7 separate regions of the Mus musculus genome follow, and regions 1, 2, 3, 4, 6 and 7 are each linked to region 5. The links are chromatin contacts, called in public Hi-C, HiCAR-type and promoter capture Hi-C maps. All regions are on one chromosome and are shown on one strand. The core of a region is the stretch at or near the end of the contact, and the rest is flanking DNA. Distances in the headings are between cores, read along the strand shown.

Region 1 (3,783 bases), core at 744-3,243, 1.7 Mb before region 5:
ATGAACTAACCAGTACCCCCAGAGCTCCCGGGACTAACCACCAACCAAAGAGCACACATGGTGGGACTCATGGCTTCAGCTGCATATGCAGTAGAGGATGGCCTAGTCGGATATCAGTGGGAGGAGAAGCCCTTGGTCCTAAGAAGGCTCTGTGCCCCAGTGTGGGGGAATGCCAGGACCAGGAAGCAGGAGTGGGTGGGTTGGTGAGTGGGAAGAGTGGGGAGGTTGCTTTTCCGGAGGGGAAACCAGGAAAGGGGATAATATCTGAAATGTAAATAAAGAAAATGTCCAATTAAAAAAGAAAAAGAAAAAAAAAAAGACATAAAGTCCACTGGCTTACTCTGACGACCAGGCTGCCCACCCCAAGGTCACTCAGAACTCAAGGCCATTCTCCTTGTAAGTGGGTTTGCATCATCTCTCCCTTAGCCCAGTCTCCCCAGGTCTAACCTCAAGCAGTTAAGCACATGGGCTGAGAGTCTGTCATTTCAATCACCCACTCACTGTAAGAAAGCCAAGGTGATACGCAAGGCTTTGTGGTCCTTGGCTTGCGGTTGGAGGATGCTCCAGCATCTTTACACTGCTGCAGAGCTGACAGCTCACACGGGATTCCAGGAAGCCGTTCGGCTGTCTTTTTGAGAACTGTGGAGTCCTGAGGTTTGGAGGCTCCAAAGCAGGTCTTGTTGCTCTGGGACCAAATTTAAACTCCAACAGAATGGAATGTCCTATCTCTAGAGACTTCCTTTCTTGGAGATTTAAGGTCCCTTCCTAACAGATGGTCTGTTGAGGGCAGAACCTGGGTCAAAGACAAAGTGGTGAATGTCGGATTAGCAATAAGAAACCTCACAAAACACACTAGGATGCCTTGAAACGCATAGGTAGGGAAGGGGGAGGCGAGCAGAAACTGAGGACCACATTTGACTTTGGGTGTAATTTCTGCACCCCCCGCCCCGACATCACCCCCCCCCTCATGTCCCTCCCCCACGATCCAGCCTGGTTTTTACTTCACTCTCCTGCTGCCTCTGTGACTTCAGTGACTGCTTTCCCCATCTGTTCCTCATCCTGTCTCCTGCCCCCTCTAGCCCCCCCTTGTCCCCTACCCCCCCTACCCCCGCGCAGAAATGGAGCCTTTCTCCCAACCTGTTTCTTTCTGCTGCTGACCCATTGCCACGGCAACTCTGCAGCGCAGCAACATACTTCCTCTTCCAGTTCTTGGCACTTCAGAGTAAAAGACAAAAAAAAAAAAAAAAAAAAGTCTGCTGCAGTGGTGCAAATCTCCCCCTTCTTCAGTGTGTTCACTCAGAAAGCACAGCTCAGCCCCTGTTTCTCGCTCCTAATCTCTGCTTCTCCTTCTGAGATTTATAGCTCAGATATATGTCTGCCCCTTCTTCAAGCTAGCTACAGGCTGGTGTCTTCATCCATCACCCTGCCTGCTATCCATCTCACACCGTGGTCAGTCCTCGAGGGCCTGCTGCACCGGCTCACCCTCTTCCCGTTTGCCTGGTGCGTTCCTTTTTCCTTTCTTCTTCTCCTCCTCACCTTAGTTCTCTTCCTCCTCCTTTTTCGTCTTCTTGCTCGTTTGTTTGTTTTTGAGACGGGGTCTTACTGCGTAGTTCTAACTAGCCTGAAACTCCGAGATCTGCCGGTCTCTCCATCCTGAGTGCTGGGATTTAAGGTTTGTGCCACCAGGGCCAGCCTCCTTGCATTTTTCTAATGGAAATTTTACACCTCCCCAGAGGACAGCAGTGTCAGGCACCTGCCTGGCCACCTAACATGGGTGAGGTGGGGTGGGGAAGAGTCCTTGTCTTTTCAGCAGCATCAGGCACCTGCCTGGCCACCTAGCCTGGGCCTCCTTGTCATCTCAGCAGCATCAGGCACCTGCCTGGCCACCTAGCCTGGGCCTCCTTGTCTTCTCAGCTGTTTGCCGTTGCACATAGTTCCCAGAGGGTGTTGGGAGGAACAACAGTCCCAAAGAATGGTCTACCAAATGAAGCACCATTCAGTAAAGAAATTGTTTCCTTAAACACACGGTCCCTAAAGACAAACAAGCATAGAGCTCGTTATTGGGGTCACATGGGCAAACATGCCTTGGGGACAGTTCATTCTGTGTGTCAACTTGGTTGGGCATGATCCAGATATGAGTCCAAAAGTTATCCTGGATGTTTCTGTGAGAATGTTTGTTTCTGTCTCAGGGCAGGCAGAAACCTGGAGGCAGGGGTTAATGCAGAGGCCGTGGAAGGGTGCTGCTTACTGGCTTGCTCGCCATGGTTTGCTCAGCCTGCTTTCTTATAGAACCAGGACCATCAGCCCAGAGATGGCCCCGCCCACAATGGGCTGGGCCCTCCCCCATCAATCACTAATCAAGATATCCCCTGTAGCTGAATCTTACCGAGGCACTTTCTTAATCAAGGCTCCCTCCTTTCAGGTGACTCTAGCTTGTGTTGAGTTGACATAAAAACTAGCCAGCACAGTTAAATCGATACAGTAGACAGCAGAGGGCATTATGCCCATGATGTAGGTGGCCTCATTTCGTTAGCTGGAGACCTAAATAGACAGGAAAAAAAAAAAAAACCCACTGCCAAGGGGGTACTCTGTTTAGGGAATGGTCTTGAAGTCGAACCACACTATTGACTCTCTGAGGGACTTTAATTAGTATATGTGCATGTATGAGTTAGTCTGTGCTCCTCAGCTAGCCTGTGCACCTGTGCGCTGTCTGTGGAGATCAATATCAAGTGTCCCCCTCAGTTGCTAGCCACCTTACTTTTTGAGAGAGGGTCTCTCACTGAGCCAGCTTGGCTGCCGGTTGGTCGAGCTCCGGAATTTGTCTCCCTGCACCCACCCACCCGGGGGTGACAGGCATGCATAGCCATGCTCAGCTTTTTCTTTATGCTTGCACGACAGTTTACCCACGAAGCACTCTCCAGGTCCTTGTCTGTCAGTATTTCTAAGCTCACTTTAAAGATCAAAACAGGCACAAGACACATATGCAAGGTCATTCATAATGGGGAACAGAGCTGGGACCCAGCTGGCCCGTGTGCCTGCAGGCTGCTTAGCTTCACAATCTGCCTGCCTTTCCCTGGTGCCAGGGTGGAGTCTCTTATACCAAAGTGTCTTGTGCATGTGGTATTGATAAGCTTGGGTAGTAGGTAGACCGAGTGGCTGAAGAAACGGGAAGCAGTGTGCATGCCCAGCCTTAAGCAAGTGTGGACTAATGTGAGTCTTGTCTTCTGCTGGACAAGACCTATCTAGACCCCAGGCTTCAGTGGAGATGAACACACCATGGAGGTGACCTGGGCAGTGACCAGGTGATGGGGGACAATTCCCCTGGCAATAAAGTCATTTACAAGTTAATCTTTACTTTCAGTCTCTCTGTCTTTCCCTCTCAGCCTTGCTGTGTCTTCCCCACTCACCTAAGGAGACACTTCTTGTGTGTGCGTTTCTTCTTGCCACCTGGACAGAGCTGCCTCTCTGGCCACTTCTGATCTCATCCTTCTCTAATACAATCATCGATCCATCGATCGATGCCACCCCTTCCACCAACTGTATTTCTTCCCGGAACCGCCTCACTGCCTTGACTTTCCTCTGGCTATTTTCCCATTTCTTAGTACTGTTCTCAATCTGAGCTTTCTTCTGAATTTGGACACCAAGTGTCACCAGCGGTGACGGGCAACAATGAGGCCTAAGAAAACAGGTCATTTGAGCTGCAGAGACGTCAGGGAAAGGCTCTCAGGACTCGATTGGCCTTTTGTTAGGAGAACAGAGACTTTATGAGCCGGCTGAGCGAGA
Region 2 (3,842 bases), core at 185-2,684, 1.5 Mb before region 5:
CTACAGAGTGAGTTCCAGGACAGCCAGGGCTACACAGAGAAACCCTGTCAACAAACAAAAGAGCAAACAAACAAACAAAAGAGCACAAATTGCTCTTACAGAGGACCAGGATTCAGTTACCAGCACCCCATGGGCCAACTCATAACTAGCAGTGAGGGTTCAGAAGTCCTCATCTTCAGGTGCATAAGACACACACACACATAAACTGTGTGGGGGGAAACCGTACTAACAGGCAATTTAAAACAAAACATAACAAAAAATGTGAAGAATACTCAACCTCACAAAAAAAAAAAAAGGCAGACGCGATAAAACTAGGTAACACTTCATGCACACTTGGGGCTATCACATCCCAAATGACGGAAGTAGCCTAATGAATGGACGGAGACCTGCATTCTTGAAGAGCACCTACGGGAGGTGCTTTAACCTCCGGAAATCCTTACCGCTCGCCAACGAAATTACATAACACAGTAGTACCGCTTTTTTTGCCTTTGAGACAGGACTTCCCCTTGTCTCCCTAAATTGTCCTAGAATTTGCCTGCTTCGGTCACCCGAGCGCTGGGGATGCCAGGCATGGGCCACCGCAGCCATCCTTCAAACATCAAGGAAGTAACTTTCCCCGCTTAAGACCTCAGGGCCGGCAGAGAATAAAACTTTGCAGGAATCATCAGGTGAAGCCACGCCCACAATGTTTTGGACCCGAAAGTGTAAGTCCTTTTCTGCGACCACTCCCAGCCACCTCCAAAGGGTTTGCCACCAATGGGCTCGGCCCGAAAAGGCAGGGGCATGCCAAGCAAGCGGAGGAGATGAGTCCTAGCCTCCGCTCCTCCGAGCCGGGACCGACAGGGACGGACGCGTGCAGGAACCGCGCTGCACCGCAGCCCACGCCGCCCCGACGAGGCCCGGCGGCTGCTCCCGGGGCGGGCGGGTCGCGGAGGGCGCGGCTCCCACAACAGCTGTCGGGCGCCGCAGAGCCGGAGGGAGGGAGGGAGGCCGCCTCGGCTTGCCCCGAGATGCCGCGAGCGCACCGGCCGCGCGTTACAGCCGCTCCTCCGAGCGAGGAGACATGGCGGCGGACCCTTGGCCCCGCCGCGACCTCCCGGCCGCCGCGCCAGCCCTTGAGTCGCCGCCGCCCACTGCCACCTCCTGGCTGGCCCGCCTGCCCGCCCTCCTGGGACCCGGCCCGCTCCTCCCCTCGCGGCTGCTCACCGCGCTGAGGCGGATCCCGGTGGGTGGCTGCGCCGCCATCTTGAGTGAGCTACAAAGCCAGGACCGGCCTCGGCCGCAGCCCGACTGGGAGGCTACGAGTCCGCCGCGGGCTTCAACGCCCCGCCCACTTCCGGGGCGGAACCGACAACACCAGGCCACACCCACTCATTTCCGCCTCGGGCAAAGGCGAATTAGGATTCTCAGCAGAGGCTTGCCCGAGCGGGCCTGACCTGCTGCGCGCGCAGGACCCAGGCGTTGGGCGCATGCGTAGGTGAGCGGGCGGGCGCGAGCTCCTCGCCTCGCGTAGCTGGACCTTGAGATTGAAGATTGGCGCGAAGAATGATGTGTAGAAGCTAGGCAAACTCTGATGAAAATCGCACTGCAAAAGTGTAATCCATGGCCGCTGGTAATGATGTTACTGGAATCTTACAGGACAAAATGAAGAAAATAATTACTTTTTGGGTTTGCCTGAAAATCATCAGCTTTTATCCTGGTAGTGGTAGCGCACGGACACGTTAATTCAGTGTGTGTGGAGCCCGGTACTGCAGCGAGTAGCATGTAGAAATTAGTCAAGAAAGGGATGCTAAATAGTACAAGTAAAGAGAAGGTTAAAAGATTTGCAAGAGTATTTACTGCAGTCTTAACGATAGTCATATTTTTATTTATAAAAGTTCAGACGGGCAGTGGTGGCGCACGCCTTTAATTCCAGCACTTGGAAAGCAGAGGCAGGCAGATTTCTGAGTTCAAGGCCAACCTGGTCTACAAAGTGAGTTCCAGGACAGCCAGGGCTACACAGAGAAACCCTGTCTCGAAAAAAAAAAAAAAAAAAAAACAACAAAAACAAAAAAAAACTAAACAAAACGAAAAAAAGTTCAGTTCATCTTCTGCTGATAAACAATTTAGTATCCTTTATTATAGACCGCTGTCTATTAAACACTACAGTATGGGATGGATCCTCTCCTTTTCCTACACGTCAACTGTGTTTTCTCTTCATATTTTAACTGTAGGCTTGTAAAAACTTAAATACTTTTAAATTAATAAGGGGATGTAAAATTAAAACCTGTGGTATTCACTGTTTTTAAGAGTGAATAAGAGGCACAAGATAAGCAAAACTGGTGTCTAGTCTTGCAGAACAGGTGGCTGTCAAGACAGTTGAACCATGATGGCCGGTCAGTGAGCCGTGCAGTCAACCTAGAGAGTGTCAGCAGCCCAGGCTGCGCAAATTCTCCACTGAACTGCAAATAGCTTAGTCTAGAAACTCCCCTGTGGATTTGACCAGAGGTTTGTTCCCATGGGGATTCTAAATCTTGTCAAGTTGACAGGATTAACAAGCAGGTCAGCCTTGTTTTCCTGTTTCATCCGAGTCTGGTTGTCTTTGCGGGGAAAACAGTGCCTAGGGTGGGACAAATACTTGTTCATCAGGGAAGAGGATTCCCCACGGGATGCAGCTGAGGAAAGCCTGTCTCGCCACATTTTCTTGAGATCCACATAATCGCTTTGTTTTTCTTTTTGAAAGAGAGCCTCCTGTAACCCAGGCTGGTCTGCTTTGTACTTGAGGTTGACAAACTCCTGACCCTCTTGCCTCTATCTCCTAAATCCTGGGATTATAGATGTGAATCACTACCACACCTCCCTGCAGTATTTTGTTTGTTTATTGTTGTTAAACACACGTAAACTTCACCTTTTAAAGGTCAGATTAGGGGCGTTCAGTGTGTTCCCACAATGGAGGTCAATGCAGCCATCCATCTTCCACTCTCCCCTTTCGGCCCCTAATGACTACCATGCAACTCTGCATGGATTTAAGTGAAATCATGAAATATGTAGTGACACGTGGTAGGCTTTTTCTCTCCCTTGGTGAGGCAGATATAGGCCAATTTAGATCAGATTAAAAGTAAATAAAGACAGGTTGATTAGGAGGCAGCTCTTGGGTGGGTTCAGTGATCTAAGCCGCACATCCAGGGTAAAGCAAGGGGGTTTATGGGTCTTGTGCGCGGGGTGATGACGTCTGGGATTGTGCCTATACATAGTCAAAAAGACCCCGTGTGTGGGCAGCTCCCAGTCAGAGTGATGACATGTTAGTCTGGAGTTTTTTTCTTAAATCGCAGGGGGAGTTTTCTCTGTGTGGGCGGGGTCAGGGGAAGGAGGGCAGACAGGGTTTCCCAGGTTGTGCAGGGGCTGAGCAGGGGTTCCAGCCTAACAACTAGTTTATCAAATTTAGCGTAATGACTTCATATCAGGACATGTCTCAGAAATCGACTCTTTTTTTTTTTTTTAAGATTTATTTATTTGAGTACACAGTCGCTGTCTTCAGACACACATCAGATTCCATTACAGATGGTTGTGAGCCACCATGTGGCTGCTGGGGATTGAACTCAGGACGTCTGGAAGAGCAGTCAGTGCTCTTAACCTCTGAGCCATTTCTCCAGACCTGGTCTCGGCTTGTTGTTGTTTTGGGTTTTTAAAATTATCATTATTCTTTGTGAGAGTTTATTTCTTTTGTGCATGTGAGTGTTTTGCCTGAATGCGTGTCTGTGCATCACACGTGTGCAGTGTCTGAAGAGACCGGAAGAAGCTGTTAGAAGCTCTGGAAGTGGAGTTACAGTGGAGTTACAGATGATTTGCGAGCTGCCCTATGG
Region 3 (3,523 bases), core at 86-2,585, 1.4 Mb before region 5:
TGACAGAGAGCGCCTGGCTGCCCTTGGCAAGGAGGCTGTCAGCCAGGTATGAACAGGCAGCAGGTGCAGTTCTTTCTCTGTGAGGGCCCAATGCTGGCACAACTGCACAGGTAAGAAGCTCAGAGGTTATTCAAGCGAACCCCTTCAAAATACGGGCATGGGGAATTACAACACTACACAGTTTCTGTGTCAGCTCTACACTGATTTCACTTACGAAACACACTGGAGTCCCACAAGGGACATTACTGCCGAAAGATGGGGATATTAGGGATTAGTGGTAGGCATAGGATTCGGGCTCAGTTCTGTTATACAATGGCTAGGTCAACCTCTAAACAGCCCCTCTCACAAGCCATCTCCAACACCTATTTTTGTGAGATACAACCGCAGTTCAGTGGGCTGATAGCGCTATGGAGGCTACAAAAGATAATACGCAAAGCCCTATGCACACGTGCACCCGATACCTTTACCTTGAAACAGAAAGCATTCGTAGGAGTGCTCTCGCCTTACCCATTCCTAATTTCTAAGCTCAGGTGAAGACGCAAAAGCCATCTGCTGGATCCGGAAGTCGGTTGTAAACATGCTTACAAGGAAGGAGTATGATGAACACAGTAAAAGCCGACAATCAGCAGCCTTCCTATTTACTTGCTGATAATGTCCCTGCTTCTACAGCGCATCAACCCTCTTTACCAACTGGCCCAGTTTTGAATTCGGTCTTTTACACTGAGATCAAATAGCACTAGAGGGGGGAAAAAAAGCAAGACACCTGACACTTCACAGGAATAGCTTTTAAAGGTGGGGTGTCCTCAACAACCCTACACAGGCTTCCCGAGATGGGGACTGCTGTCACCGGGTGAGCACCTCCTCCGCGGCTTATCCGCCGGCGCAGGGGCAGGCTGGCTGGTGCACGCCGGCTGCTGGGACACCATTAGGGAACCTGGAAGCCCTGCCCAACAAAGGCTGAGCTTCCAGAACGGCCCTGGGCCGGCTAGGCTGACAGCGGTGGCCATTCGACCTCCACCTGCGGCCCGAGGCCCGCTCGCACGGACCCTGCCAGGCGCAGAAGGCCGGGTCTGAAGCCCACACCCACGCGCGGCCGTACCCGCACTGCAGCAGACGCGCCACCGCCCGAGCTCTACGCCTCTGCCGCTCCGGGCCCGCGGGGACCACACTTACCGGCGGCCGCGGACCTCGGCGGTGGGCGTGGGACGGAGCCCGTCGGCTGCGGGACAAGGCGGCTCTGCGCTTCGGCAGAGACCTCGAAGGCGGAGGTATCGCTGCGCCTCCGCCCAGCTGCCGCCACTCCCGGGAACTGGGCGGCTGGGGGCGGGGCCGGAAGGCGGGACCTCGGGGGGCGGGACCTGGAGGCAGGCCCTCGGCGTGGGGCGGGGTCCTTAGCGGTGACTGGGAGGGGCCATTGTAGGCGGGGTCATGACGTTGCGCGTGAACGGGGGCGGAGCCTTAACGGTATGGCGGCGCCTCTCTCCTCGTGGGCGGGACTCTAGGCGTGTGGGCGGGGCCTTGGTGGCGGGGTTGGTTTGGCCTCTGCGGCGTGGGGCCGCGCCCTGGTCAGTCACATAGGGCGGAGAGCGAAAGAGGAGACTTGGAGGCGGAGGGGTTGGGGGAGGGGTCTGGCAGAGTGGGTGGGGCCTCGGTGCTCAAGGCGGGGCTCTGGACGCGTGGAGCTGCCAGTGGACCGATGGTGGGTGGGGTCTCTGAGGGCGGGGTTTTTGGGGCTGGAGGCTGGTCTAAACTTGGGGGGCCAGTGGTGGGCGTGGCCTTGCGATGTAGTCGGGTAAGGTCTCACATAAACAGGCAGGTAAAACCCTGGGCTTGGGGGGTGGGTATGGGGAAGGGGGCTGAGTATGGGGAACCTTTGGGATAGCATTGAAAATGTAAATGAGGAAAATACCTAATAAAAAAAAAAAAAGAGAAAAAAAAAAAAACAACAACAACAAAAAAAAAAAACCCTGGGCTTTCCGGACTCTGGGAGCAGGGCCTTCCCAGTGTCGTGCACCCTTGGGCTTTGCGTCAGGACCACACCCACAATCTTCATCGTGGGGTGGAGGCAGGAAGAATCCCAGGTAACAGGAACAGAAGGCTTGGGGGTTCCGGGTTAAGGTGTCCATGCATCCTCGAAGAGTGATGGGGTCTGGGAGCTGGCAGGATTCACTCTGACATTGACCGTGTCTTGATGACGCCAGCAGCAGCGCTGCCAGATGAAACAGCGCCTTCTACCGACTAAGGTTATTTCAGTGATAGCCTATTCCATGAAAATTTTAGAAAGAGCTATCTAGTGCTGGCTAGTTTTATGCCAATTTGACACAATCTAGAGTCAGCTGAAAGGAGAGAACCTCGATGGAGAAAATACTTTCATAAGATCTGGCTATAAGCAGACAAAACCTTATTTTCTCAATTAGTGATTGATGGAGAGGGCCCAGCCCATTGTGGGTAAAGACATACCTGGGCTGGTGGTTCTGTGTTCTTTTTTTTTTTTTTTCTTATTTTTTTTATTACATATTTTCCTCAATTACATTTCCAATGCTATCCCAAAAGTCTCCCACACCCTCCCACACCCTCCCCTACCCACCCATTCCCATTTTTTGGCCCTGGCGTTCCCCTCTACTGGGGCATATAAAGTTTGCCTGTCCAGTGGGCCTCTCTTTCCAGTGATGGCCGACTAGGCCATCTTTTGATACATATGCAGCTAGAGTCAAGAACTATGGGGTACTGGTTAGTTCATAATGTTGCACCTACAGGGTTGCAGATCTCTTTAGCTCCTTGGATACTTTCTCTAGCTCCTCCATTGGGGGTCCTGTGATCCATCCAATAGTTGACTGTGAGCATCCACTTCTGTGTTTGGTTCTGTGTTCTATAAAAAAGCAAGCTGAGGGCTGGAGAGATGGCTCATCAGTTAAGAGCACTGATTGCTCTTCCAACGGTCCGGAATTCAAATCCCAGCAACCACATGGTGGCTCACAACCATCCGTAATGAGATCTGATGCCTTCTTCTGGGGTGTCTGAAGACAGCTACAGTGTACTTACATATAATAAATAAATCTTAAAAAAAAAAAAAGCAAGCTGAGCAAGCCAGTAAGCAGCACCTTCCATGGCCTCTGCATCAGCTTCTGGCTCCAGGTTCCTGCCCTGCTTGAGTTCCTGCCCTGACTCCTTCAAAGGTGAACCATGATATGGAAGAGTAAGCCAAACCCTTCCTCCCCAAGCTGCTTTTGGTTGTGGTGTTTCATCACAGCAATAGTAACTAAGACACCATCCAAATCTATTTAGTAATTGCTTATAAAGCTCAGTGAATATTTTTTCTGGGAAAAATAGATTATATCAGATTCCAAAATAGATATATCCAGGAAGGCAAGTAGGCTAATCGGGTAAAGGCACTTGCTGCTCAGAGTTTGATTCTTGGATAAGAAAACCAGCTTCTAAAAGCTGTCTTCTCACACACACACATACACACACACACTAAATGTAAAAAACAAAACAAAACCCAGATGACAACCCTAACAGGAAG
Region 4 (3,865 bases), core at 856-3,355, 1.6 Mb before region 5:
TTTCTGTATTCTTTTATCTCATTTAAAAACAGGTGCACAATACAAATTAATCTACCCCAAACAGGCACAAATTCTAAACATTCCCGAAGCCCATTAATTACACAGAGGTTCAGTGCTGACTCTGACAACCAGACAAGCCCCTGGGATGCTGACAGATCTACCACACCCAACCAGCCTGCAGGCAACAAATGGAGAAAGAACTATTTTCAGATATATCTTCTGAGTTTAATGGGTGTCCTTCATCTTCCATCTCTGACACACTCCCAAAATGTTACCTGTTTAGTGAGCTGAAAGGCAGCCAGGGGAATAGATACAATAAGCTCAGATCTCACAGTCCTATTCTCTTTCCCTGAAAAGACTGTTACTATTTAGCCAGGCCTGGTCTTGAACTCTCAGTCCTCCTGTCTCAGCCTCCAACATGCTGTGATCACTGGTCCATGTCAACCCAGCTCAAATGTCATTATTAGACAGGAGATTCGTGTCAGGTTTAAGGATTAATAAGGACAATACTTACCATCTCCTCCAGATGCTAAAATCTCCCCAGTTGGAGAAAAGCGTACAACATTGACAGCTTTGGTGTGTCGAGCAAGATTGGAGAGAAATTCCACAATGGCTTTCCCATCTGGCCCCCTCTCCAACTTCCAGATCTGTCGACAGCAAAGCATACATTGCAGAAACACACTAGCCACCTCCTAACTCCCTTCCAGGAGACAACAACTTATCTTCTGGCAGAAAATGCAATTTCTTTTTTGAAACTTTGTAAATCAAAGGAAGTATTAGCAGAAATGCACACCATCAGTCCCCTTACCTGCTATTCCCCTCTTCCAGTTCTTTAGAGCAAATGGGCAAAGCACAGAGCACAGGAGCTAGGCTCAGTATTACTATTTTGAGACAAGGTCTCACCTAGCCCAGGCTGGACTCAAACTCACTACTGTTGAGAATCTCAAACTTCAGATCTGTACCGTATGGGTATTGGGGATACATGCCTGGCACCACAGAGCTCTTCCTAGTTTAGTATTCTAAAATACTGAGAACCCACTTGTAACAATGTAGCAAATAGCCGGGCCGTGGTGGCCCACGCCTTTATTCCCAGCACTTGGGAGTCAGAGGGTTCGAGGTCAGCCTGGTCTACAGAGTTCTAGGACAGCCAGGGCTACACAGAGAAACCCTGTCTTGAAACAACAAACAAAACAAACAAAAACAATGTAGCAAATGTTAAGAAAGCTAATCTTCTCAGCATTCCTTGCTTTCCCCAGGCCTCAGAACTTAGTACACTGGACTAGGTGGCAACCCGACTTGAGTTGCTGCCTTCAGTTTTAAACAAAGGAATGAAAACGTGAGCTCCGCGTAGAACCTCCCCGTATCCTCCCGCCTGTCCATTTACCCTGACGGCGGTGTCCACCCCCGCGGATGCCAGCCTGTGGATCTTCCAGGTTGCCCCATGCTGGAAGTCCAGGCTGTACACTGGCTCCTTGTTGTGCCAGGCGATTTCACACGTGATCACTTTCATCCTCCAGAGTTTCCGCCAGGCAAAGGGAGGCTGGAAACGTTAGCAAAGAGTTAAACAGCGACCCTGGAACATGAAGGGCGAGCCGGGGAAAGAGCACAGAAGCCATTAGCGACGCCGACGGCTCAGACACCTGCAATCTTCAGCTAAAATGCTCCCGCAGGTAGAGAGACTTCCACCAGTGTACGGTTCCGGAAGAGAAAGAAACCAAACACCCCAGACGGAGGCGAGGACGGGCAGCACAGAGCATCGTGTTGAGGTGGGGTCCCAGAGACCGGTACCGGAGTACTGGCTATCATCCCGGGGAGCAGCAAGGGAGGGAGTTCACGGGGAGGGGCGCGGGTCCGGGCGGCCCAACCCGGCCTGGCGGAAGGCGCGCGAGTCCCGGTCCCGGTGGGGACTGTGGTCTGGGACGAACTGCCTTCTGCCTGCGCCCGCGCTGAGATCAGAACTCACGGCCCCGGTGAGGAGCTGCAGCCCAACCCAGGTCAGAAGCGCGGAAGCCGGGTATCAGCAAACCTACCTGCAGTAACTCGGTCCACCCGGGGCCGCCACAGCCCGCAGCTTCCCGCGCGCCGCAGGCCACGCCTCCGGTCACGCCTCCTCGGGGCGGAGTTCCGGGGCGTCCCGCCTCCGCGTGGGCGGGGCTGTCACAAGACAAAGTCTCTGAATGGGAGGGTCCAGGGCATCCCTCCTCCCAGTGGCCAGCAATCTCCCGGCACCTTGGCTTCCGGTGGGCGGAGCTCTGGGCTCTTTTCTTTCTCGTGGGCGGGGCTGTCGCGGCTCGTGGCTCCTGTTGGGCGGGACTGGGAATCCCATTCCCGCGCCTCGGAGGAGTCCAGGCTCGTCCAGCTTTGACGTGCTAACCCGAGATGCAAGACGTCCTACCTACCACGCGTCAGTGTCACATGCTCATCGGACAGATCTTCCCGCCTGGAATTTACGGTCTAGAAAGAAAAGCGGGACTAGAGACGCAGGCAGCTGATTGCACGCTTAGCCAACAGCAGCGGTTCTGTCACCAGCCCCTGCCGGTGATCTCAGCACTCCAGAGGACCCTAAGAGGAAGGTTATCCTCAGCTACAGAGAGTTCCAGGCCAGCCTGAACTAAAGACTAAACAAAAAATATATAACATTTCTTATAGGGCAGATGGGAAACTTTGGGACTCATCTAATATAACCAAATAAGAGTGTCCCAGGCAGTGGATATTTGAGAGCTGTCCTGCCCCACCAAATATCTCAAAATGGCTCTGGAGTTTCAAAATGTCAATAAAACAGCAATGCCTTCGCCCTCTCTTAGCGATGTGACAGACGCCTAGAATGGTTGTTATGATGGTAATCCCAACACTCTGAAGGTGGAAATGGGAAGATGATCAGGAGTTCAAGGTCAACCTTAACTACACAGCAAGATTGAGGCCAGCCTCATGAATGTGTAGGAACTTCCATTCCAATTATGTAATGGTTAATTTATCCACCATGACCTTCTCAATAATGTCACATATTTTTTAAAGATTCTTGTCTCCTATGGTTTTGACTTCTTACAGGCCAGCATATGAAAGTTAAGGTTTTTTTTGTTTTTGTTTTTGTTTTTGTTTTTTTTTTTTTCCAAGACAGGGTTTCTCTGTACAGCCCTGGCTGTCCTGAAACTCATTCTGTAGACCAGGCTGGCCTCGAACTCAGAAATTCACCTGTCTCTGCCTCTCAAGTGTTGAGATTAAAGCCATACACCACCACTGCCCGGCGAAAGTTGGGTTTTTATAAAGAAATGATCTCAAGAGCTGGAGAGGACTCAGCATGTAAGAGCACTGGCTGCTTTGGTCAAGGCCCTGGGTTCAGTTTCCAGAACCCACATGGTGGATCATGACACAGTTCCAGTTAACCCAACACCCTTTTCTGACCTCCAAAAGCACCAGGCACACATATGGTGCACATGCATACATACTGTGATGGCTTGTATATGGTTTGCCCAAGGAGTGGCACTATTAGAAGGTGTGGCTTTGTTGGAGTAGGTGTGTCACTGTGGGTATGGGCTATAAGACCCTCATCCTAGCTGCCCGGAAGCCAGTCTTCTCCTAGCAGCCTTCAGATCAAGATGTGGAACCTTCAGCTCTGCCTGCACCATGCCTGCCTGGATGCTGCCATGCCTTGATGATAATGGACTGAAACTCTGAACCTGTCAGCCAGCCCCAATTAAATGTTGTCCTTATAAGAGTTGCCTTGATTATGGTGTCTCTTCATAGCAATTAAATCCTAAGACACATACATACAGGCAAAACTCACACACATAAAATTTAAAAATCTTTAAAAAAAAATTGGGCTGGTGAGATTACTCAGCCACTATCTTCTGAAGGTCCTGAGTTC
Region 5 (3,952 bases), core at 379-2,878:
GGGCAAGAAGAAGGAGGACAGGACTCTACTCCAGGTGGCAGTAAGGGCTGAGCATGTGACCTGGGAAAGCCATGTGGCTCCTGAGCCAAAGCGCTCTTGGGATATCAGCGTCCAAGGAGTAAGTCTCCCACTCTGGAATTCACAACTCTCTGCTCTGTCTAATGTCACAGGACATGATGCCAAAAAGACTAGCAATCTGAGTGTTAAGAGGTAAGATCTCTGAGAAGGAAGCAGGGGGCTGTGGGCGTGGCTGAGCCAGAGTGCTAACGCAAAGCTCTCGGTTCAGCCCAAGTAACTCACAACCCAACCTTGGTGGTACAAGCCTGTAACCCTAGCACTTGGGAGGTGGAGGTCAAGGGATGGGAGTTCAAGGTCATCTAAGGCTACAGAGAAAGACTGAGCTGGAGGCCAATCTCAGATGCACAGAATCCTGCCAAGGAAGGAGAAAGAGAAGAAAAAGAGAAGAGGAAGAGAAGGAGGAAAAAGTAAAAGCAAAGGGGAATCTGTACTGCTATGGAGTGGGTGGGGTGGGTAGAGGAGAGCGAAGGGCCCAGAGCAGCCAGGTTCATTTTCACCCACTACTTTAAATTTCAAGGCAGCTTGCAAGCTTTCTGCAAATGGGGATAACCAAGAAAGCTAAACATAGCAGTGAGCTGTCTGCTCTGATATCACGGACTCCTGGTGCCATTCAGAAGCAAGCAGCAGCTGGCAGCAGAGGGTGAGCCAAAGCCACTGGGGTAAGGACAGCTGGAGGCCATTAAAATATATGAAATGCAGGGAGCTGTCCAGGCTTAACCCTTAACGACAGAAAATAAAACTGTTTGTAGTTTTGATCTTTATTGCAAAGTATCCTGCCAGGTTTTATTCTAGAAACAAAGAAGACATTCACTCACTTTGATTATACCAATTTAAACGACGTGGACAATAGTCTGCTCACAAGCTCCGTGTGCTCCTTGGCGAGGCTAACAGAGTCGAGGGTGCACCTATCTCAGCATATAATGCACTCACCTATCCTAGCAGCTTGTGTCAACTGTCTGAAGCCGTTTTCACTCCCAGTCTCTACCCCTTTCACTCCAATTCCTCAGCCAACCATTTAAAGTATCGGTAGGTTCAAATCGCCATGACCCCTGGACCTCACTTAGCCCACTCAGCACAGGCCTTGGTTTTCAAGAAACCCAGAAGCACCTTATCCGGGTGGGTGGCCAGATTCCAAATTTCAAGGCTTTGGGGAGCCTGTGAGTTATGGTGCACTTCCCTACTAGATGAAACGACACGCCTTGTTTAAGCAACTTTGGCGCCTTTGCGATCTGGGGCACCACAGGATCAAACGGGGATTTGCTATCCCTGGATACTTGGGAGTGCCCAGTCCCAGGTTCTCGCCCCCAGGCATTGCCTCCACGGGGGTGGGGGGTGGGTAGAAGGCCAGGAGTTATCATCGCTCCCTTCCTGCGTCACCAAAACAAGGCGACAAGACTATTAGAGTTCCCAAGGGCTATGTAGCCGTAGGCAGCAAGTGTCATCATGGGAGAAACAAGAACGCGGGATGACCAAGGGATTCCCCAGAGCCCCAAAGACTCACACACTTACACTCAGGGCGGCGGGGCCTCCTCGCTTGCTGCTCACAAACCACGACTCCCACAATCCCGTCGTGAAAACTACAAGTCCCGAAATGCACCGCTCGGAACGGAAGCGCCATCTTGAAAGGCACCACTTGATACGCAGGCGCAGTGGCTTTAGGGCGCCCGCAGATTCGCTAGTATTAAGGAGCGTGTTTCTCCAAGCGCAGGCGCTATGGGCTTCAGGCCAGTTGCGCAGGAATCTGAGGCTACTGCAGAAATCCAAGTAGGAACCCTGAGGGTGGTCCGCAGGGGTTAGGGTTCGGCCTAGGACCCTTTGTTCATGTCCACTGGTCATTGACTCCTGTTCTATACAGCTGAAGACAATAGGTCCCAGGTTTTTTGTTTTGTTTTCCAGGCTTAGCATTCCTCCAAGGGGACAGACAAGAAGAATGCATCCCGGTTGAGATAACCGATAGATACCCAGATTTTAGGTTCCCAGTTTCATTTCTAGCCAGTGAATCCCCAAAGTGCCGGGTGGGGAGACGCAGACAGCAGCCCTGTCCAAGGCTCTGGAGAGGCAAAGTTCTCACCGAGACCTCCACCTCATCTCCCTCTTCTGTGGAGGGGGGAGCGGATGCCCGGTGCTGACACTAATTGCGGGGTGAATTCTTGGACCCAAGAAAGTTAGCTTCAGATCTCATCATGCCTCTTTGTGGAGATGAAGTTGAAAATGTTAGCGTGCAGAGGGTTTCACAGACCTGGTTGTGCTAACAAGAGAATATCACGTTGAGACTGTCGTTTAATTTAACTCTACAAGGCCTATAAAAGGACACACTATAATTGTAATATTTCACAAATGATGAAACGGAAACACAAAGGATTTTTTTTTCTTTCCCGAGGCTGAGGCCAGCTCGTGCCAGACCTGGGGCTCGCCATAAGTTGCGAGACTGGGATCAGCCCCTATCACCTGTTCCTTTTGCAATAGCTTTGAATCTGCACTGAAGTACTACTCAGATGTGTAGAACTAGCAGACTAAGCAGAAAGACTCTAAAGGGAACATGGATAGAAAAACAACAGCAACCCAGCTGTTTGACTTGGCATTTTCATTTAGAAAGCTTTGGTTGAAGTTGATACTGGAGGGAGAAGCTGGGGTAAATGGATCAACAACTGGATGCCCATCCAACTTGTTAGTTATCTCCTGTTAACACAACAAAATGCTTGACAGAAGCAGCTTAGGTTATCTAGACTAGGTGAGTAGAGTCCACAGCTGGGAGGAGAGTGATGGAGGCTTGACCTCTCTTGGTCTTCTCCTTCAGGTTCCATCCAGGATCCCAGCCCAGGGAATGGTGGCACCCATTTAGAATGTTTTCCCACCTCATGTAACCCAATCTATATAATTCCCACAGGCATTCCCAGAGGTGTGGCTGTTACCCTAGTCTAGATCCTGTGATGTTGCCCATATTAACTACCACATAAAGATGTAGCATTTCTCCTGTTCCCCCTAAGTAAAATTGACTGATTGATGTCCATGTTATAACTATATTTTCCAGTGAGGATGATAAAGTATGTTTAATGAAAGCCTGGATTTAACCACCTGTACGTTTTCCTGGAGAAACAGATAAGCCAAGGGGAAAATTACAAACTCTGGGAAAGGGTGTGTGTTTTGTGTTGTGTTGTGTGACGTGCAAGGGGCATGCCCAGCAGAGTCTTAATGTTTGTATTTCAAAGAGATATTTCTACATGCTAGAAGAATTATTCTTGCTGAGTCTCTGTGTTTGCATTTCTAAGAGACATTTCTTTAGATGGAAGAAGAATTATTCCTCAAAGAGAAAGAGAGAGGATTTTGTAATTGCAAGCTTTCTCACTGCTATAAAAGAGGGTTCCATAGCCTATTGGGCTCCTTTGGTTAGATTTTACAGTCAGCTCTTCCTGGTTTCTCAGGCAGGTACTTTAAGGGGCTGGATAACCATTTTGAGCTGTTAGAAAGATATATTAATGTTTATTCAAGTCTCTTAGGATATGAAGGTCAATGAAATAATTTGTACCAAGAGTATAGGATATTTACTGGCCAAAGTTGGAGCCTAGTCACGAAGGAGGCTCAGGGAACCTTGACTTGATTAAAAAGAAAAGTCATTACGAGGGTGGAAAACCTGGCTGGATACAGCCCCACACTAGGATCTCTGGGTCTGGGCTATCTAGGTTGACCATGCTGGTGTGCAACAGGATGTTAGGCTTCTGGCCTGAGGAAGGAAGCCACTCATAGCACATCTGCTCTTGGACTATAAATGACTTACTCTAACACCATGTAGTTTCTCTGGTAGCAAAATGCAAACATGTTGCAGGAAGCAAATGCTTTATGTAGATTACATCTCCTTCTATAAAGGGACAAACAT
Region 6 (3,546 bases), core at 900-3,399, 1.6 Mb after region 5:
GTGGGTGGCAAGTCCCTGGGGGCTGAGGGGACAGTGTATCCTTCTCCTGGTGCTGGTTGGTCAGGGAAGGCAGACTTGGGTACCATTTGGATCCTAGACACATGCACACATCTAAATGGTCTTTGAATAGCTGCAATCAAACCTGCCAGCTAGGGAAGTAAGCCACCAGCTTCCGGGACCTGCAATCACATCTTATTGTCACTGTGGTGTGCAAGCGTTAGGCAGTGCAAGCAATTAGGATCAGCCTGTGAGCGTGATCAGCGGTTGTTAGCTTCCCGTTTCCCTCAGCTGCCTGTGTGGTTCTGCACATCCATAACTCGGGCTGGTGTGATGTCTCAGAGGTCAGAGGCGCTCGGTAGCAAGGCCAAGTTCAATCCTCAGGAAGAAAACAAGAGGCTTCAAGTTGTCCTCTGACCTCCAGCATGTTCATGTTCCCCCTTAAATACATGCAAATAAAAATGAACCCACAATCTGTTCAGGAAGATGCTCAAGGCCTCATCCATTCATTTCTCCTCCTGCTTCCTCTATCTGTCCTTTCTCCTGTCTTTTCCTTCCCCTCCCTTCCCACCACACCTAGTTCAGCAAAACAAAACATTGGTTCTAGAGTGTTTGGCAACGTCTGCTATTTCCTGCATCCACTGGGGATCTTGGAACTTTAAAGGAAATTTCCAGGAAAGAAGAAGAGACTACAATGGCTAGCTGGAGGATCAGAGCATCAGTGATGTGGAGAGGTTGGAAGTTCAAAGCCCAGTAATTTGGGGTTACCTTGAGTCCCCTCCGTGGTCATTTACTCCCCTCCCTTGTATGTGGCCATATCCTTCTGACTATTAGTTAAATACTTTAATGTGTACAAACAGATTCCCCAGCTTATAACCAAAATGCTAAGAGTATGGCCAGGTAGCATCAGGGTCTACAGCAGGGTCCCACTGCTTTGCTGTAATCTGCCTATTGGTGTACCTTCCAGTGTATTTGCAAAGTCTGTTGGTTTATGGTATTCTTTGCTCCGTTCCGTCTTGGCACACCTCAAGCAGGACCACAGGATTCCTGGCGGTTAAAGGTCGATACGCCTCAGGGACTTGTTGAAATAGGTTCCAAAAGGAGTCATTTCTTTGCCTCTGGGCTGGGCTGTTATCCTAGCATGTGGGAGGCTGAAGCAGGAGGATCACTGTGGGTGAGCTACATAATGAATTCCTGGGCAGCCTGGACAAAAAAAAAAAAAAAAAGATTCAAAAAACAGAAAGTCAAAATCATATTCAGAGAAGGCAAAATAGCCTTTCTAGTTTCCAGCCTGGTACCACCTCGGTCAGGTCAACGACTTAGGATTTGAAACTTTTTGCTAGTGGCCAGAGATACGAAAATAGGTGGTAAGTGTGATGTAGTTTAGTGAAGCGAACTGGGTAGTGTGACTGGGGGGGGGGGGGGGGGGGAGGGGGATATGGTGGTCTTTGCGTGTTGTTTCTTACTGATGCATCCAGGCTGTTCGTGGTGGCGCGCCTTCCCTCTAGCCTGTGGTCTTTGAAATCAAAAGCTGACTTTCTTTAGACTGACCGTCCTTCCCGCCCTGGAGTAGGGTGAACCATACTCTGACCCAGACACACGCCCACTCTGTAGCCACAGCGATGCTGTCCCCTCCAGCTTCTCATATTTTTTCCTTGCAGTGCTAGTCTCAGTAACGCTGGGTCCTTGAGGCAGGGGGCGTCTTTGGCTCGCCACAGACCCCTGTTTTTTTCTAGATGTAGGAAAGCGGGTCTCCGGGAGCAGACGGGCTAGAATCAGAGATGTGACTTGCAGTACACCGCTTGGAATTCCTGGGTCCACTTTCGGCTCCGTGAAGATGGGTCTGCTTACCCAGCACGGGCATGCCCGCTAACAGTGTGGAGGAACTAGGTGAGCTGCTACTCATTTAATTCGAAGCCTTCAACTTTCTCAGCAGCGGCGGAAGGAGCTGAAATGCCCGCAGATAGCACCCCAGCACCCCAGTTCACCAGCTTTCGCTCAGGAAGACCGCAGGACGCAAGCGCAGTGAGCGCGGCTCGCGCGCCGGTCAGATGGCGAGCATGCGCCTTCGATGCAGTCGGGCCCTTCTTCAGGTCCCACCCCTTCGGGCGGTGCCCCGCCTCTTGCACCTTGCGCATGCGCAGAGGTATTATTCCCGTGAGGTTCCGGGGCGCGGCAAATTCGTATGTCATGGCTGCTTCCTGGTCTCTGGGATGTTCCTTGACCGCTTGTGGTTAAAACCGCCTGGCTATGTCGAGCGAGTCCCCCCTGCTGGAGAAGCGTCTGTCGGAAGACTCGAGCCGCTACCTGCGGCTGCAGAAGTGGGCAAACATGTCGAGCGCAGACGCGTTAGGGCTAGAGAAGGAACGGCCTGAGGAGAAGGCGGCCGCGGCGGAGAACCCGCTGGTGTTCCTTTGTGCCCGCTGTCGCCGGCCACTGGGCGACTCGCTCACCTGGGTGGCCAGCCAGGAGGACACCAACTGCATCCTGTTGCGCAGTCAGTTCGGGCCGCCCTCCTGCGTCGGGGTTTCCTGGGGCTGCGGGGGCTGGGGTGGGGACGAGAGCTGTCCCAGCAAACCGCAGGAGAGGCGTCCCTGTGGGTGGCTCACGAGTGACAAGTTTTTTCCTGGGTCTTCCATGCCCCCCAAGGGCAGCGGTTGAGCGTCATCCTGACGTTTTAGGAAGGTGCTTCCTTCAGGGGAGTGTTTTCACATCTGACGGACTCTGTCAGCTGCTTTGGGGACTTAGCTTAGTGTCCTTGGGCAGTCTGTTCAACTGCTTGTGCCTCAAGTTTCTCGTCTCCAAAACGAGGGATAATGATGGGATAACGGGGACGATTAAATAAGTGTATGGTATATGGCCACAGAGTAGGCGATGTCTTTACTGGGTGAGTCCCAATGCTCTTCGCTGGGTCATTTTGTTTATCTCTTAACCCCACTGGTTTTCAGAAAAGGATGTGAAGTAATCCTTGTTCCACCTCTTCTCCCAGAAGGCCCCCATCCCTTTAGTGCTGAACCACGGGAGTACCCCACTTCCCACCAGTCTTTGGGCTCTTTTTTTCCCCTAGTCCTCTAAAATACAAGTTAAAGTTGAGTTAAAAGTTCCTGTCTGCAGGTGTGTAACAACAAACCACACTAACAAAGTGTTGCGACTCTCTTTCCAGGCGTCTCCTGTAACGTCTCTGTGGATAAGGAACCGAAACTGTCCAAGTGCAGAGATGAAGACGGTTGGTAAGTAAGATATTTATGTGAATATGTGAGAGAAAATTTTATTTTATTTATTTATTTTTGGTTTTTCGAGACAGGGTTTCTCTGTATAGCCCTGCCTGTCCTGGAACTCACTTTGTAGACCAGGCTGGCCTCGAACTCAGAAATCAGCCTGCCTCTGCCTCCCGAGTGCTGGGATTAAAGGCGTGCGCCACCACGCCCGGCTGAAAACTTTAATTTTAAGGAAAAATCTTCTACCGACCGTTCTGTGAGATTGCTTGAGATATAACTTTTCATGGTAATTGAATGCATTGAAAAGAAGAAAGGATCCATTATTTGATGG
Region 7 (3,622 bases), core at 429-2,928, 1.5 Mb after region 5:
TGGTCTCACTAATTCTTGTGGGTTTAAAAAATATTTTGTGAGCTGTGTGTGTGTGTGTGTGTGTGAGAGAGAGAGAGAGAGAGAGAGAGAGAGAGAGAGAGACTTGCCACAGCATGCATGTAGAGGCCACAAAGCAATTTGTGAGAGGAGGTCTCTCCTTTCACCGTGTGAGTTCTGGGGATTGAGCTGAGACCATCACCCTCCCAGCCACACCCCCACCCCCAATTATTTATAACTTCCACTAGTACAGAGAGATGATAATTTCCCCCAACATCACATAAGCTAAACTCAAGGCTTTAGACTGTTTCTTCCTTCTTCTTGCTGCCTTTTGTTTGGGTCCTGGTGAGTGTCAACATGGGCAATTGGTCACAAGTCGGTCTTCAGCCTCTTCTCTCAAAATTATTCATGGTTTTAGTCATCTTCATTTTTCTGACAGGCCCGGGACCTAGGGATTCCCACAGATGCAGTTGTTTCTGTAGGCTACAGGCTCAAAGTCAAAGGCAAGTGTTGTTGTTGTTGTTTGTTTGTTTGTTTTTCTCTTAGGGACTCTAAAATCATAGGAGTGACAGGGACCACATTCTTAGATGCTTAAAAGATACTTGCTTCCAAAAGTGTGCCTTATTAGACTAGAAGAATATGACAGAGAATTTCAGAAACCATCGATTTCCCAACTAACAGGCTAGTTTGGAATTTTAAATACATACCAAGATATTGATAAGATCTGTTTTTTTTAATTATGCAACTGACTGTTTTTACTTTCCCACATTTTTGCCAGAGCATTGAATGCAGCCTGTAAATCAACAGCTTACAACAAATAAAAACTGTATCGTACTCTCTGTCCCCTTAAAGCAGTTCTTTAAACATTACATTACTTGCCGTTCTCCAGCCCAGGACTGGGGAGAGCCGGCTTTGTTGTCTCCTTTTTAACGAGGGTGCTGAGATGCGGGCACTGTCCAAGGAGGTTTTCTTAAATGCTTGCTTTCTTTGATCGCCCCTGGCCTTCAGCACCACAGAAGGAGTGCATCAAGGTTTGGGGGAAGCAAGCGTGGATGGAGGTTACTTGAAATGACATCTAACCAGCCTAGGCCTTCTGGCTAGGGTTGTGACAAAAACTGGGGATTCAGGGTTACGGACACTCTGGACCACATTCCCAAGCTAGGGCTTTTCAGAGGTAAGTCCACCTGATGTCAAGCCCTCGGGAATTCACCCGGCTTACACTTACACGCAGGGGGCTTGAACTGAGGAAGTATCAATCTCATGAAGTTGTTCAAAGGATATCATTAAAATGCTCAGAGATTTTTAAATATCTGAGCTCTTTGTGCTGCTCTTTGTGGGTCTGGGAGTTCTTCCTGCTCAGGGAGTTGCGGGAGCAGGGGAAGCATTTTGATCCATCTGCCCCAGATTGTTGCAGCTAAGGGCGGGTATGTGATTTTTCTTTGCAGGCAGAGCACAGCCAGAGAACCCTTGGGGAAATCCCAGGCCCTACAGGCCCCACCCAAGCACCAAGCCACGCCCACACCACCCAGAGACACGCCCCAGAAGGCCCCGCCCCCAGGTGTTCTACCTTCTCCACGCCCCCTTCAGCAGGCCCCGCCCCTTCCGCCCTTTCTCACCCGAAGACCGGCTCTTTTACCGGCTTCCCCTCATAGGCTCCGCCTTTCCTTCCAGTCCCGCCCCTTCCTTGCCGCCGGTGCTTCCGGTCGCGTGGGTTTTCCGAGGGTGCCGTTTTGCTGGCCCGGTGGTTTGGGCCATGGGGGTCCCCAAGAGGAAGGCGTCAGAGGGTCCCAGCAGCGCGGCGTCCCCCGCTGGCACAGTCAAGCGAACGCGAGCGGAGGAGTTCACGGGCGTGCGGTTCAAGACCCTGCTGAAGGATGCGCAGGGCCCAGGACCGGGTGAGTGGGAGCGGACTCCTCAGCTTCGGGGCAGTAGCCGGCACAGCGGCGCCTCGGAGCCCGGCTCGGAGTTAGTCAAGAATAGTTCAGTGAGATAGCTTGCTTGGGCTGTCAGTAGCCGTTCCCATAGTAACCAACTGTCAACCCTGATAATGGCGGGATGTCACGTGTAACAAGTTCCATAAGGACCTACAACTAAATCGAGTGACTAGGATTGTCCGGACCGGTAACCGAGAGGGGCCAGATTCTGTAATTTAATTTCACTCGCTGCAGAGTGTGACACCACTTCACAACGACTTCTAATCGTGCAAGGAGTACATTGGTTGTGAGGAGAACCACAGTTGAACATGTTACCATGTTCAGACGTCAACGCGGTGGTAAAAACAAGACAGCGAAATATTTCTCTTAGGTTAACAAAACTACAAAGTTAATAAACTATCGCAGGGCTTGATGGTTCGTGCCTTTAATTCAGCACTTTAGAGGGAGGAAGAGGCAAGAGGATTTCTGTCAGTTGAAGGCCAGCCTTATCTTCTTAGAAAGTGCCAGACCAAGTACACCTTGACTTCCAACATTAGAAATATTTGAAGATTAAGGATAGAATTGGTGCCATCCTGACAGTGTCATGTTGGCAGAGCACTCCTGACTGCTGCTGCTGCTGCCAGTCCAAAGAAGAGTAAGCTGTCCGTCTCCCTGAACTGCCCTGGGCTAACTCAAGCCAGGGGACTCGGTAAACACTATATAGTGAGACCCTGACTCAAAAAGTATTCTCAGCTAATGTTTTTCTTACAATTTTTATTTTTAAACGTTTGGTGCCTCGCCTTGGTCGTTTGCTTAGAAGATGACACCTTTGCTAGCACAGAATTTAGCGCCCCACACACTTATTCGATATTTAATTGCAGTTGCTGTTTGTTAGGTAGAGATGTAATGGGCGAATAAAACCCTGGCACAGGTCTTGCCATTGCAAATCTGATAGTTTGGGAAAGCAGGTGACCAGCAAAGTCACATAGTCACGGGTCTTCCAGAAGGAGCCAGCTATCCATTGTGCCTAATGGGCCTGGGACCTTGATCTGTGAAATCAAAGAAGGCTTCCCCAAGGAAGCAGGTTTTTCATGAGTTGTAGAATTGTATAGGGAAAGGAGCCTTCCTGGCAGAAGAAAAGCGCCAGCTCGGTTCCTGAAAGGCTTCTGTCTACATTTCAGGGGACAGCTAGGTTGGCAGGTACATGACTAATGAAGTGATTGAAAGACGTTGCGAAGCTGAAGTCAGTGGGTGAATGTGGGAGTTTGGAGATTTTTATTTGACTATAATGTCAGGATTTTTCTCTCCCTTTCCCTCCTTGGTACACATTGAGTTCCTGTCATGGGAATGCTCTCAAGGATTGGATTGGTGGGTGTGTGTTGGGGATTTTTAGGTTGCTCTTGCTGTTCCCTTTGTGTGGTGGAGAGGAGCTTTGGGATTCAGTGGCAAAGGCTACTCAGTTGAGTAGTGTCAGCAGTAGAGAGATGACTGACCAGTGAGTCGGGATTCTAGATCAGAAAGGATCTGCTCAAGTCTGGTTCTTCAACATACTTGCCCTTCACTGGTGACGGGGTAAGTGTTATCCCTGTTCCTCATTGCAGTACCAGACAGGCCCAGTCTCCTAGATGTTCCTCCCTCCTTGTGCTCGGTCATCCCTTGGCTCAGTGGTCTCCTGTGTGTGTGTCTCTGGAGTCTGCAGTTCCACATGTACT

Evidence for each region. Promoter capture Hi-C pulls out the DNA fragments that hold promoters and counts their contacts. A called contact is a pair of places that touch in the nucleus more often than the background predicts. HiCAR-type assays count read pairs that join an accessible place to other places. Capture Hi-C pulls out chosen DNA fragments and counts their contacts.
Region 1: a promoter capture Hi-C map of liver shows a contact between it and region 5, with 4 times the contacts expected there. The contact joins the promoter of 2410003I16Rik here to the promoter of Smim11 in region 5. A contact is called at or near these places in 3 of 39 promoter capture datasets (the C10 cell line, liver and pre-B cells).
Region 2: a contact with region 5 is called in a HiCAR-type map of fibro-adipogenic progenitors, with 6 times the contacts expected there. The contact joins the promoter of Morc3 here to the promoter of Smim11 in region 5. A contact is called at or near these places in 4 of 39 promoter capture datasets (hippocampal neurons, liver and neutrophils), 1 of 484 Hi-C or Micro-C datasets (muscle stem cells), 2 of 115 datasets of contacts at active chromatin or transcription factors (fibro-adipogenic progenitors and large pre-B cells) and 1 of 9 other capture datasets (adipose tissue).
Region 3: a promoter capture Hi-C map of neutrophils shows a contact between it and region 5, with 5 times the contacts expected there. The contact joins the promoter of Dop1b here to the promoter of Smim11 in region 5. A contact is called at or near these places in 3 of 39 promoter capture datasets (cranial neural crest, hippocampal neurons and neutrophils), 1 of 115 datasets of contacts at active chromatin or transcription factors (astrocytes) and 1 of 9 other capture datasets (adipose tissue).
Region 4: a promoter capture Hi-C map of hippocampal neurons shows a contact between it and region 5, with 2.8 times the contacts expected there. The contact joins the promoter of Chaf1b here to the promoter of Smim11 in region 5. A contact is called at or near these places in 2 of 39 promoter capture datasets (hippocampal neurons and liver) and 2 of 115 datasets of contacts at active chromatin or transcription factors (astrocytes and large pre-B cells).
Region 6: a Hi-C map of B cells shows a contact between it and region 5, with 7 read pairs. The contact joins the promoter of Mis18a here to the promoter of Smim11 in region 5. A contact is called at or near these places in 2 of 39 promoter capture datasets (liver and pre-B cells), 1 of 484 Hi-C or Micro-C datasets (B cells) and 1 of 9 other capture datasets (liver).
Region 7: a contact with region 5 is called in a promoter capture Hi-C map of liver, with 3 times the contacts expected there. The contact joins the promoter of Urb1 here to the promoter of Smim11 in region 5. A contact is called at or near these places in 1 of 39 promoter capture datasets (pre-B cells) and 1 of 9 other capture datasets (liver).

The regions. Positions count from the first base shown.
Region 1 is chr16:94,008,865-94,012,647 of GRCm38.p6, reverse strand. It overlaps 2410003I16Rik (a long non-coding RNA gene), which reads right to left and starts at 1,993. Exons shown (of 4, transcript XR_003951876.1): 1 at 1,537-1,993; 2 at 1,138-1,215; 3 at 1-793.
Region 2 is chr16:93,829,713-93,833,554 of GRCm38.p6, reverse strand. It overlaps Morc3 (microrchidia 3), which reads right to left and starts at 1,434. Exons shown (of 17, transcript NM_001045529.3): 1 at 1,207-1,434. The coding sequence starts at 1,245. It overlaps Gm30881 (a long non-coding RNA gene), which reads left to right and starts at 463. Exons shown (of 3, transcript XR_876266.3): 1 at 463-704.
Region 3 is chr16:93,709,719-93,713,241 of GRCm38.p6, reverse strand. Dop1b (DOP1 leucine zipper like protein B) reads right to left here and starts at 1,335. Exons shown (of 37, transcript NM_027293.1): 1 at 1,174-1,335.
Region 4 is chr16:93,882,141-93,886,005 of GRCm38.p6, reverse strand. It overlaps Chaf1b (chromatin assembly factor 1, subunit B (p60)), which reads right to left and starts at 2,105. Exons shown (of 14, transcript NM_028083.4): 1 at 2,031-2,105; 2 at 1,385-1,540; 3 at 515-647. The coding sequence starts at 1,510.
Region 5 is chr16:92,298,979-92,302,930 of GRCm38.p6, reverse strand. Smim11 (small integral membrane protein 11) reads right to left here and starts at 1,628. Exons shown (of 4, transcript NM_138743.2): 1 at 1,588-1,628.
Region 6 is chr16:90,725,974-90,729,519 of GRCm38.p6, reverse strand. It overlaps Mis18a (MIS18 kinetochore protein A), which reads left to right and starts at 2,149. Exons shown (of 5, transcript NM_025642.1): 1 at 2,149-2,494; 2 at 3,161-3,227. The coding sequence starts at 2,248. It overlaps Gm17518 (a long non-coding RNA gene), which reads right to left and starts at 2,100. Exons shown (of 2, transcript XR_876238.3): 1 at 1,849-2,100; 2 at 1-1,200.
Region 7 is chr16:90,808,469-90,812,090 of GRCm38.p6, reverse strand. It overlaps Urb1 (URB1 ribosome biogenesis 1 homolog (S. cerevisiae)), which reads left to right and starts at 1,678. Exons shown (of 39, transcript NM_029497.1): 1 at 1,678-1,892. The coding sequence starts at 1,751.